3 separate regions of the Muntiacus reevesi genome follow, and all the other regions are linked to region 3. Evidence: chromatin contacts called from public Hi-C data. All regions are on one chromosome and are shown on one strand. The core of a region is the stretch at or near the end of the contact, and the rest is flanking DNA. Distances in the headings are between cores, read along the strand shown. Region 1 holds the start of NANS (N-acetylneuraminate synthase). Region 2 holds the start of TRMO (tRNA methyltransferase O). Region 3 holds the start of TBC1D2 (TBC1 domain family member 2).

Evidence for each region. Hi-C and Micro-C count contacts between places; a contact is called where the count stands out from the background.
Region 1: a Hi-C map of muscle shows a contact between it and region 3, with 6 times the contacts expected there. The contact joins the promoter of NANS here to the promoter of TBC1D2 in region 3. A contact is called at or near these places in 2 of 3 Hi-C or Micro-C datasets (blood and muscle).
Region 2: a Hi-C map of muscle shows a contact between it and region 3, with 9 times the contacts expected there. The contact joins the promoter of TRMO here to the promoter of TBC1D2 in region 3. A contact is called at or near these places in 2 of 3 Hi-C or Micro-C datasets (blood and muscle).

What each region holds. Positions count from the first base shown.
Region 1 is chr17:58,963,937-58,967,968 of mMunRee1.1, forward strand. NANS (N-acetylneuraminate synthase) reads left to right here and starts at 1,672. Exons shown (of 6, transcript XM_065908048.1): 1 at 1,672-1,895. The coding sequence starts at 1,764.
Region 2 is chr17:58,877,485-58,881,292 of mMunRee1.1, forward strand. It overlaps TRMO (tRNA methyltransferase O), which reads right to left and starts at 1,678. Exons shown (of 5, transcript XM_065908164.1): 1 at 1,546-1,678. The coding sequence starts at 1,621.
Region 3 is chr17:59,120,017-59,124,194 of mMunRee1.1, forward strand. It overlaps TBC1D2 (TBC1 domain family member 2), which reads right to left and starts at 1,509. Exons shown (of 11, transcript XM_065908012.1): 1 at 956-1,509. The coding sequence starts at 1,330. It overlaps LOC136148458 (a long non-coding RNA gene), which reads left to right and starts at 1,236. Exons shown (of 7, transcript XR_010659501.1): 1 at 1,236-1,346.

The DNA.
Region 1 (4,032 bases), core at 422-2,921, 160 kb before region 3:
TATAATTTTACTTATTTGTTTACTTTGGCTGTGCTGGGTCTTCACTGCTGTTCAGGCTTTTCTCTAATTGCAGTGAGGGGGCTTCTCCCTGCAGGGGCTTCCCTTGTTGCAGAACACAGCATCTACGGTGCAAGGGCATCATGGGCTCAGTGGTTGGGGCTCCTGGGCTGTAGAGCGTAGGCTCAATAGTTGTGGCCTATGGGCTTAGTCACCCCGAGGAACGTGGGATCTTCCCAGACCAGGGATTGAACCTATATCTCCTCCACTGGCAGGCAGATTCTTTACCACTGAGCCACCAGGGAAGCAAGCCCCTTCCATCTGCTTTTAGCAACTGCTCTTTTTCAAGGAAAGACCCATTTTTGCCTCCTCTGTTTCCCCATCATCCCTCGGCCACCAAGTCTGTTTTCTCTAGCATTCCCCCTGCTCCCCATGTCCCCCACCGAGTTCTTGCTCCTTGTTCTCACGCACTGCTCTGGGCCTTCAGTTCTGCGGGTCTCTCCTCCTCAGGACACACCCTGCTTCTCCGTCCTTCCAGGGCAGCTGCACAAGGCTCACTCCTCCACCGCTCAGTCCCCTGCACACTCTCTCCTTCGCGCGTCTACCTAGTCAGTCCTTCCTCACTCAGAATGGCTTCCGGATTTCTATCTCCAGCCCAGACCCACAATGAACCTCAGAGCTGCCTCTCCTCCCACCTAATGAACCGTTTCACCTGTATATTTATTTTTTAATATTTATTTACTCTGGCTATGCCTCGTGGGACCTTCAATCTTCTGTTGCAGCATATGGGATCTTTGGTTGCAGTGTGTGGGATCTAGTTCCCTGACCAGGGATTGAACCTGGGGCCCCTGCATTAGAGGCCTGGTCTTAGCTACTGGCCCACCAGGGAAGTCCCTCATCTGCATATTTTTACCAAGTGTCCCCAAACTACCCTTCTCCCTTCCACCCAGAAGTGCCTCTTCCTCTCCTTTCTGTTGTTACTTTGCTCATTAGTTCTGGAAGTCAAGCGGAGAATCAAGTTTGCTTTTCCCTTCAAACTTATTTCTCAATTTTGTGTGCAACTCAGTATAGGGTATTGCAAGGGCCCTAGGCTGGAAGGCAATCCAGGGTCCTAGTCCCAGCTCCACCGCGGCTCGTGGACAAGTCAGTGAACTTTTTGAACTTGTTGCATCTCATATAATAGGACCAGCAACCACTTATCAAAAGCTTACAGGCCAAGTACTGAGATCAGAATGATCTATACGCTATCTCACGAACCCTAGGATGTAGAGTCTATAAATTTTCCAGTTTAGAGAAAAAGGAAAATAAAGCTCAGAAAGTGTAAGGTATTCATGATCAAGAGCAGGGGGTGGGCTCGAACCAGCTCTAACTGTAACTCCAGGATCCATTCTTCCCATGACACCGCAGGGCGCATTCTGTCCACGCCGAAGGCAGCCAGGCTTCACCTCCTTAGGGGAGGGTTTGCTCACCGATGCCCGCACCCCACGACCGTCGGAGGTTAAGCTCGCGGCCGCTAGCCACACCCCGAGCTCCAGAGAAGGCCGCCGGGCTTCCTCCTTCCGCCGCACGCTCCCCTAGAGCGTGGCTCCGCCCCCTAATCTGATTGGCTGTCGGGAGCGAGGCCGTGCCTGGGGATTGGCTGCCCGGCGACCAAGGGCTGACGTGGCGGGGCCGGCGCGTGGGTCCACCTGGGCTGCGGACCTAACCCGGCAAGGCGGCGGCGGGAGCCTCCCTGGTGGCGCAGCGGCGGAGCGTGAGCCGCCAGCATGCCGCTGGAGCTGGAGCTGTGTCCCGGGCGCTGGGTGGGCGGGCAGCACCCCTGCTTTATCATTGCCGAGATCGGCCAGAACCACCAGGGCGATCTGGACGTGGCCAAGCGCATGATCCGCGTGGCGAAGGTGAGGGGGCAGTCTGGAGAGCTCGGGCACGGGCCCGGGGCGGGGGCGGGAAGCGCCTGCGGGGAGAGCCGCCTGTGCCGGGGTGGGGCGGGGCTGCGCCGAGCCCGGGGCATCCTCGCTCTGCCTCTCGCGGCCTGCATCCGGCCTGGCGTCCGGCTCTCCAGGTCCAGTTCCAGATGTTTCGAATCCTGTTCTGCATCCCTTTCCCACCTCCTGACTTCTTTGCATCGCTACAGTTGCCCCCTAACCCGACCTCTCTCGCCCCTCGCTGGAGGCAGAATGATCTTTCTGAAACACAGATCTGGTGAGCCTTCAGTGGCTATGCACTGCCACTCTAGAGTCGAAACCCTTTAATAAAGTCTTCAGGACTTTAATGACCTGACCTCTTCCAGCCTATCGTTTTTTAAATCTCTGACATTCTCTGCGACAGGGAATTACTTCCGGGAAGTTGCTGAAAGTTGCTGCTGTCTCTCTCATATGCCATTCCTTGTAATTACTTCATAGAATTTTGAGAATAAAATAAAGATAAGATGTAAAGCTCTTAGTACGGTACTTGGCAAATAGGACTCAATACACGTTAGCTACTAGTGATATGATGGTAATGAATGCTCATGCTCCCTCTTCTCTTCGGTGCTTTCTCCAGCTCCTCCTTTCAGAGTTGGGTTCCTGTAATTTTTCCCGTGGCATTGCATTGTCACTGTCTGTTTAAACTCGCTCTGTTAGACTATGAGTGCTCTGGAGGGGGGACCGGTCACATCCTGCATTGTGAACCCCGTTCCCAGCAGAAGATCTGCACCGTGAGTCCTTGGTTTAGAGGTAGTTCACGAAATCTTTTTTTTTCCTTTCACTTCCCTTCAACCAGTGCTGTTCTGTCATTTGTGATAAGGTTTTCTTTTACTTTTTGAGGACTAACTCTGCTTTTATGGAACCCTACAGAATCATAAAGATACTTTATTTTGGGACTTCACTGACAGTCCAGTGGTTAAGACTCTGCTTCTACTGTATGTGAATTTGATCCCTGGTTGGAAAACGAAGATCCTAGGTGCCACGTGGCCAAAAAAAAGAAATACTTTTATTTTAAAATTTTATTTATTTTTTCATTGAAGTATAATTGACTTGCAATAATATTAGTTTCAGGTATGCAACATAGGGATTCAATATTTTTATAGATTATACTCCTCCATTTGCAATAATATTAGTTTCAGGTATGCAACATAGGGATTCAATATTTTTATAGATTATACTCCTCCATTTAAAGTTATTGCAAAATAATAGTTATATTTCCCTGTGCTGTACAGTATATATCCTTGTTGCTCATTTATTTTATACATAGTAGATGGTACTTCTTAATCCCACACCCCTTTCTTGCCCATCACTCCTTCCTTCTCCCCACTGGTATCCATTTGTTTGTTCTCTAGATCTGTGAGTCTGTTTGAAACCTAAGTGTCCATCAACAAACGAATGAATAAAGCTATAGTGCATATGCACAATGGAATATTACTCAGCCATAAAAAAGAGTGAAATTCTGTCATTTACAATGATGTGAATGGACCTGGAGGGTATTATGCTTAGTGAAATAAGTCAGAGAAAAACAAATACTGTATGTTATCACTTATGGGCAAAATCTAAAAAGTAAAATATGCTTTTAAAGAGCAACAATTGTTAACATGTTTGAATGCTTACTGGGTCAGGTGCCTTAAAACGCACCATCTAACTTTCAAATTTGATGCAAAGGGTGTGTTTAAGACTTATTTGGTAGCTTGCTTTTTTGCCCGTACAGAAGCAATAAAAGCTTGAACAAAGAAACCATCGGCAGTAGGATAAAACAGGGACAGTGATTGTGTTTTCTGAGCCTAGAGTTGACCGTGGCGTTAAACAGATCCAGAAATGTAGCTCGTTCAGGACAGAAGCGGAGAAAAGAAGGGGGGAACTTTCTGTCCTCCCGGTACCACTGCTGTCATGTGGGATGTGGTAGAACTGATCTCTCATCATTAGAACTTTCTGCTGTTTGACTTCCCTTTACTACTTCCTGTAGAGGGAGGGTTTGCCTAGATGGAGACGAGCTTTGTAACCTGCCTGAGGCCGACACGAGAAGAAAGGAGGGGAGCACTGCGCTCTGGAGACCGCGTCGTGCAGC
Region 2 (3,808 bases), core at 428-2,927, 240 kb before region 3:
AAGCCAAACACATGAGATTGCTTATAGGTGGAATCTAAAAAAATGATAGAAATGAAGTTATTTACAAAACAAATAGACTCACAGACATAGAAAACAAATTTACAGTTACCAAAAGGGGAAGAGGAGGATAAATTAGGAGTTTGGGCTTAACATATACACACTATTCTACATAAAACAGCCAAAAATGACCTACTGTACAGCATGGAGAACTATACTCAATATCTTATAATAACCTATAATGGAAGAGAATGTATGAAAAGAATACACACATACACATAACTGAATCAGTTTGCTGTACGCCTGAAACTAATACATTATATATCTACTATATTTCAATAAACAATTCTAAGAATATAAAAATTTTTAAGAGAAGCCACAATTTTCTACATAATAGTGTTAACACAATGTATTAAAACCCACCATCATTATTTTTCTTTTCCAAGCAGGCAAAAACAAACAAAAAAAGGTCAAGAAAAGATGTAGGAAGACGTGTTTTCTTTAACGCAATGACTTCATAGTTTTAAAATCTAACATGTTTTGTGCATGCGTGTATGCTCAGTCGTGTCCAACTTTGTGACGCCCCAGGCTATAGCTGTCCAACTTTGTGACGCCCTAGACTACAGCTGGCCAGGCTTCTCTGTCCATGGAATTTTCCAGGCAAGAATACTGGAGTGGGTTGCCATTTCCTACTCCAGGGGATCTTCTGACCCAGGGATCCAATCTGCGTCTCCTGCCTCAGCAGGTGTATTCTTTACCACTGAGCCACCAGGGAAACCTCGACCAGATGTTCAGTTCAGTTCAGTCACTCAGTCATGTCCAACTCTTTGCAACCCCATGGACCACAGCACACCAGATGTTATGCAACTATAAAACAAGATTCTTAAAACATTCATAAGTACATACAAATATCCTCATCAATACATACGCATTGTTATATCTTTTTCGATAATAAACTGGAAAGAACATGGGTGAAAGGAAAAATTCCTTTTTAGAAGACTTACTATAATTCAAATTCTATGCTGCCATAACTATGTATGTGACCTTGGTCAGGACTATGGAGCATTTCAAATAGAGGGAGTAAGGTGCACAAAGGTAAATGACAAATTTTCTAGCATAAGAAGAGAACGAAGCAGTTTGATTGACTGGAGTGTTAAATACAAGGCAAAGAATAATACAAGATAAGGAAACCGGTTGCATATAAGATGCTTTCAACTGAAAACAACACAATACATGAAACGAGCTAGTTCTACGCAATAAAGGGAGTGCATGGGGCCACGGTATACAGTAGCTCCTGGTGCACGTGGCTGCTCTGCCAAGAGCTTGCCGACCTTGGCCACCAAAGACCGAGAGAGATGACGTCATCCCGCTCGCCTCAGCCACGTCACGTGGTCGCCTGAGCACGTGACCCGTAACTCCGCAACAAAAGGGAAAAACAGCCCTTATCCATTCGAGGTCTCGCCTGTCCCGTCCCCCCTCTGCGGTGAAAGCGGTTCCCTGCTCTTGGAGGCCTTAACGCGCGCAGAACCGCGGCCTCTTAGAAGTTACCTGTCTCCAGGGCCGGCTTCACACACCCGCACGGGGCCGCTGTGGCGCGAGGCCCGGACTCTTTCAAGTCGCGCATGGCTACGGGTCACAGCGGCGCCCACCGAGGCGCGCTGACCTTCCGCTTCCGGTTTCCCTACCTGGCGCCTGCGTAGTAGCGGCGGCGGCGGAGGGCGCCAGGCTCGCGCACGCGCGGGCGGGGCGCTAGGGGAGTGAGGCGCCGGGAGGCGGTCGGCCAGGCTGCCGCTAGGTGGCGGTTGCAAGTTGGAGGCCTCACTCCGCTGCTGAGTCTGTCTCGTGTTGTCCCGCGCGGACCCGCTTCGGTTTTAGGGTCCAAGTCACCGCCCTTTCCCTTGAGAACAAGTCGATGAAGATTTATGCATAAAGATGCTCGAAATGATAAGCAGCCTACACATCCGACGCATGACGCTCATTCTTAAATAAGAATATGTGTGTGCAGGTATCACATTGCGAGATGACGGGATGTTGGGGAATGTTACTGCTTCTTGAGTAGCGGGAATACACAGATGCTCGTTGGTACTTCTCTGTATGCTCCCAGGTTTCCCATAAGAAAAAGGATGTTTCGTCAGAAAAGAAACCCAAGTAAACCTCGTTTGAAATCTAACGGATGTGCAGCTCTACACCTGACTAGGCAGGGAGGAGTGGGGACCGTTCCTGCGCTCCGTCCCTCAGGAGAGCGGGAGCGAGCGTGGAAGTGCGCCAGCGGCCGTATACACTGGGGCTGTGGGGCTTGTCTGGGGAAGCTCTAAAAAGTTGAGGGCCTGCGAGATGACCCTGCGATGGCCAGTTACCCCTGCAGCGCGAGCCCGGCCTCCTACGTGTGTGTGTGTGTGTGTGTGTCCCCGACTCTTGGTCACCTCATGGACTGTAGCCCGCCAGGCCCTTCTGTCCATCGAATTCTCCAGGCAAGAATGCTGGAGTGGGTAGCCATTCCCTTCTCCAGGGCATCTTCCCCACCCAGGTACCGAACCCAGGTCTCCTGCATTGCAGGCAGATTCCAAGGCCTCTTACCTACTTTCTTATCTCTCACCTGTTTATTTATAAAGTTTTTCTGTATACTTAATTCTACTTCTGAGTTTTTTATCCTGTTTTTTTCTTGGGCAGGGGGAAGGAGAGAGACATATTGCCTGCAAAACAAATTATTCAGGATCATAAAACTCCACAGATTTAAAAGTTTAACCACCATGAAAAGCTGTTCCTAAACATGTCCATTTGTCATGAATAGACCACTATCAGAAAATAACCATCAGGAGTCAAAAATTTAGAGAGGATTGTGGGTTTTAAAACAAAAACTTGAAAAACTGGTAAAATTCATATCCCTACATGTCCTCTGATAGGTTTTTTCCACGTGAAATTCGGAAAAGAATGCCTTTATTATGTTTCCAGGAGGGAAGAGTTCTGGACAGCTATGAAACAAAAGTTGAGAACTGTTGAGCTCTTTGCACGACGTAGAACTGGGGCCGTAATGGCTGAAATTTTCCACTAGATGGGGGTGTTGCGAAAAGTGATAGTCGCTTTGTGGTCCAACGGAGGTATTTGGCTTCTTGGCCTTAGATCTATACAATGACAGTCACGCCAAAAATACGATACCAAGTGTGACATGTTCTGAAATGCACAGCAGGCTTGGAGACATTGGTGAAGTAGATTGCTACTTGATTTAAAGGAAAAAGTTCGTTCTCCTTATGGAAAGCAGGAACTTAAGTATGTAGCACTTTCATTATATGATTTGCGATTTTTGTTATCCTGTCTAGAGGATATATGATTATATAAATAACCACTATATGTGGTTATTTGTAGTTTATGATACAATCTTTTCTCTAGAGGTAGGATCTAGGAATCTGCCTTTAAAAAAAAAAAAAAAACCTAAATGATTCAAAGTAGGTATCTGCCTACACTTTGAGAAACACTTCTCAGTATAATGATTCTTTTTTTTTTTCTTAGTTGCAGCCTGGAGGATCTTTGTTGTGGTGTGCAGGCTTAGGTGTCCCGTGGCATATGGGATCTTAATTCCCTGAATTAAAAAAAACTGCATCCCCTACACTGGAAGGTGGATTCTTAACCACTGAACGACCAGGGGTGTCCCAGTATAATGATTCTTAATCTTTCATTTGAGTGAAGGATCCTTCTGAAAATAAATTAAAGCTTTGGATCTTATCACACATCATATTAGATTTAATATCATAAGATTTGTGAATTTTAGAGAACCACCGTTGCACCCACAATGAGAGGAGGGTAGGCCAAGGTA
Region 3 (4,178 bases), core at 259-2,758:
TTCTCTCCAGCTAAGTTCTAGGCACTTTCACTCGACAAGTACTTTCTGACCTTGGTTCTGTCACTATGTTTGGTTATTCAGAAAATACGTATCAAGCACCCACTACGCGCCAGCAGGAGTCTAGGCTGAGATTAATTCAGCTGCCTGTCATGTGCCAGGTGCTTACATAACTTGTTTTAGTCTCACAAACTATCTAGGTACTGAGAGGTTAACTTGCCTTGAGTCACACAGTGAGTAGATGATGCAGACTTTGAATCCAAGCCTGTCTGATTTCAAAGCACGTGGCCTTTGCAATGCTTCAGGCTTTTCCAGTTAAATATGATAATAAAACAGAACTTACTGATGAGAAAACAGGTTTGGATATGCTTCAATGAACAACGTAGGTTGATCAGTGAAACCTAAGTATTTGTCTCCCAATCTCTGCCAACGTTTTCTCAGCATTCACTCCCCCTGGCTACAACATCGGGAAAAGTAATTCAGAATCCAGGCCTTGAAAGTTGATTGCAAAACTCATACCTTGACTATACTTCAGCCCTAAGTAAGAAAGTTATGGTGACTGCCTAGTTTTTTGTTGTTAAGCTGGTAAGTCTTGTCTGACTCTTGCAACCCAAAGGACTGTACCCTTAAAGTTTTGATAGGGTATGCAAAGCTATGAGATTCCAAGTGTGGGCTACACTAGTTTCCAGTGGTGTGACTCACACCAGGCCCTTTACCCCTTTATGACTCAGTTTTTTGATCCGTAATATACGTCCATCATCCCGGCCTTTACTGCAGGAACCTAATGAGGAGATAGGTGTGACTGCGCTTTGAAAACCACAAAGCCCTGGGCACTCGGGGCTCACTGAGGTGATCGGGGTCGGTGATTACGGCACGTTTATTGTGACCACCCACCTGTGCCTGGCGGTGCCCTGGGATCCCATCCCGGCCAAAAGGGCGAAAGAAGTGCTCCATTTACCTTCAAGGTAATTATCCGGCTGGGAGTCTTGATTTCAAAAGTGCCCTCCTCGGCGTCCGCCTTGCAGTCAAAGACCGCACTGGAGAGGTCGATGCTGTCCAACGGATTCGCATCCTGCGCGGTCCGCGAGTAATACAGGTGACATTTCCTCTCGTCGAAGAAGAACCAGCGGGACTTCCAGCCCCGGATGGGCCCCTTGCCACCAAACTTACTTAAATATCCACAGAGTTTTTTGGGGGCCGCCTCCAGGGACCGGGTGCAGCCCTCCGACTCCTCCGAAGGCGACACCTCGGGGACCCTGGCCGAGCCGGCAGGCTCTTCGGACCACGGGACGGAGGATCCAGACTCCGCGGGGCTCTCCTGCGCGCCCTCCATCTCTGAGGGACCGGAGGTGAGTGGCCCAACCCCAGTCAAATCTTCAAAACTCAGGTGGTAACCTTCCAAGAGGGAGTGATCCGACGGGGGCGCGGCCAGCGGTGACCCGCCTCCGGGAGACGGCGGAGGGACTCGGTTGGCGGCATCTGTGAGCCTCGCAGATCCAAAGCCCAGTAGGGGCGGGTGGCCACGCCCATGCGGGCCTCGCCCGCCAGGACACGCCCCGACGCGCCCCTTCCGGCCGCTCCCGTCCCGCCTACTTCAGGCTTTTCCTCGCTGCCTGTCCGCCATCTTTACTGGGGGCAGCTTCCGGCGTGAGGCGGTCCACAGGTTGGAGGCGTGGTGTCCCCGGATTAGTTCACCCGCGGCAGGGAAACGGAAAGAGACGCCGGTCCTCGAGGACACTGCTGTGGTAACTCGCGTCATGACGTGGAAGGGTGGGCCTTTCTCGCGCCTCGGGGGCCTCCCGCCTTTTCTCCTCAGGTGCCGCTCCGGTCAGCGTCGGACGGCGGACCGCGCGGCCATTGGCTGAGAGGGACGGCCTTCTCAGTGTCGCCACTTCCGGCCCCGCTCACGGCGCGTGGGGCTCGTGGGCTCTGCCAGGGTCTCGTTACCCGCGGCAGTTTATTCGCGGACCACCCCTGACCGCGGCGGCCTCTCCGCCCTCCGGCCCAGCCTCCTTCTCTGGCTGCCGGCGTTACGTGGGGCGCCTGGTCCGGCTGCTGCCCTGACGGGGGTCGGACTCCGCAAATTGCACACAGACAGATGTGTACCTAGGCCCTGACTGACTCGCTCAACCTCATGTCCCCTCCTACCACTTAACCTTGAGTTTTGCCGCCTCCCTCCGGTCCTAGGTGCGTCCCTCCTCGTCTGTCCACCTCTTCCGCGGCTTCCTGGTGCCCTGGCCCTTTCTCAGCTCCCCTCCCTCTAGCTGCTCTTTCTCTGCAGCCCTTCACAGAATTCTCATTTTTCCGGGTAAATTATGCCCAGAGACTGAGATTCTTTGCCAGTACAGTAATTTTTTTTTTTTTTTACATATGTTTACTGCAGAAATTATAATTTATAATAACAGTATTTCCCAAGTCACTAGTATACGGGATAATGTCTCTTAATAAGCTAATGAAGACGTAACATCCTCCGAACCGTAAGAGGGCCACAAGGTTAAAACTGTTTTGATAGATGATTTCTAAAACTGTTTTTCCTGTCTTCCCCTTGCATGGCTGGGAACTAAATTTGCATTCTTTGTTACTGATTAATGCTGGCGGGCCTTCTTGCTAGTTTTGTTGTCCCTCAACCCCAGTCTTAAGACTTTCCTTAAATACTCCTGGTTTCTCCCCAGAAGGCAGGCTGGTAATTGTCACGAAGTTAGTCTGCTACTGTGCTCATTTGCTGGCAAATCAATAAATTTCGCCTTCCTTTATCCTCAGAACCTTCTCATTATCCTCAGTCTGCATTGGGAAGGAGGACCGAATTTTCAATTACAAAATCAGTGTTATGTTAATTATACTGTTGTTCCAGCCAAAGGGGGGAAATGAAAGCAATAAAATCCAACTTTAGTTCAGGTGTACCTTTCTACCAGTTGGTTCCTGGTATAGCCAGTCCTTCCTTCAAGTTGGGTCCCATTACCGATGTTGGTAGAGGTTGCTCCAGAGGTTATTCCTCCAGGGACCCTTACACGGCTTGTGCCACTGCCTACAAGGACTGGCACTGCCAGGTTAGGACCAGGTCTCCCTTCTTTTCTGAGACTGCTGCACAGTTTAATGCTGCTGTTGACCAGGAGTAGCCTGACTGGGGCCGGAGCAAGTGTCTGCAGAGCTTCACCGAAATATTTGAATCAGCAAAGAGTAGCCTTGCCCAGACGGAACACCCTAGACTTGCTCATCAGACCTCTTGGTTTTTATCCTCTAACAGTCCATCATCTGATGGACACTGCTGTCTTTAGTATAATGATGTAATGGTCCTCTCCACTCTGGGTGTGAAAGTTCGGTAAGAAAGTCCTAATATCCTACTTCAAAACAGTTTTTTCAAAGCAAATTCAAACCACAGACAACTTTGTCCCCAACAGCTAGTTTTCCAAAGATGGATTTGAAATCATCATCAGTCAGTATCAGACACTGGTGCACTCTCAGTGGTGGTGACGAGAGGCAGTGGATGAAGGTGAGGGTTCTGTGGTCCCTTTCCAGCTTGGCAGTCTTGAGCGATTTGCTCATGCAAGGTCTCAGACTTCTCATCTGTAAACATGGGAGACAGATTTAGGTAAAGTTAATGAAACTTAAGCTCACCTTCAGGGACTACTCAATTTGTTATATTTATTTTTTTATTCTGAAAAAGCATCCATCTTTGTATCTAGCTTTGTGTTAATGTTTTTTTTTTCCCCTCAAGTTGTGCAGATTTGATAGGCTCATTTTCTTTTCTTGTTTTTAAAAAAATATTTGCTTATTTATTTGGCTGTGCCGGGTCTTAATTGCGACATGCGGGATCTTGAGTTGCGGCAAGCAGAATTTTTGGTTGTGGCATGTGGGATGTAGTTCCCTGACTAGGGATGGAACTCAGGCCCCCCACTGCATTGGCAGCATGAACCACCAGGGAAGTCCTGTGTATTATTCTTCAATACTGTATAAATTCCAGTTTCCATAAATCTGGATCCCATGATCAATATTGCGAGAGTTACTTTGCTTTTAAAGTAATTTGTGTGAAGCTGCAAGCACAGAGGGTGGGACACAGTAAATGTTAACTGTAATTAAAACTCAGTAAAGAAGACCTTGAGGCAAAAGGCAGTGAACCACAGACAGGATGGTAGATTATATAGTAGAATTCATACCATTTAAAACTTGGAAATACTACAATT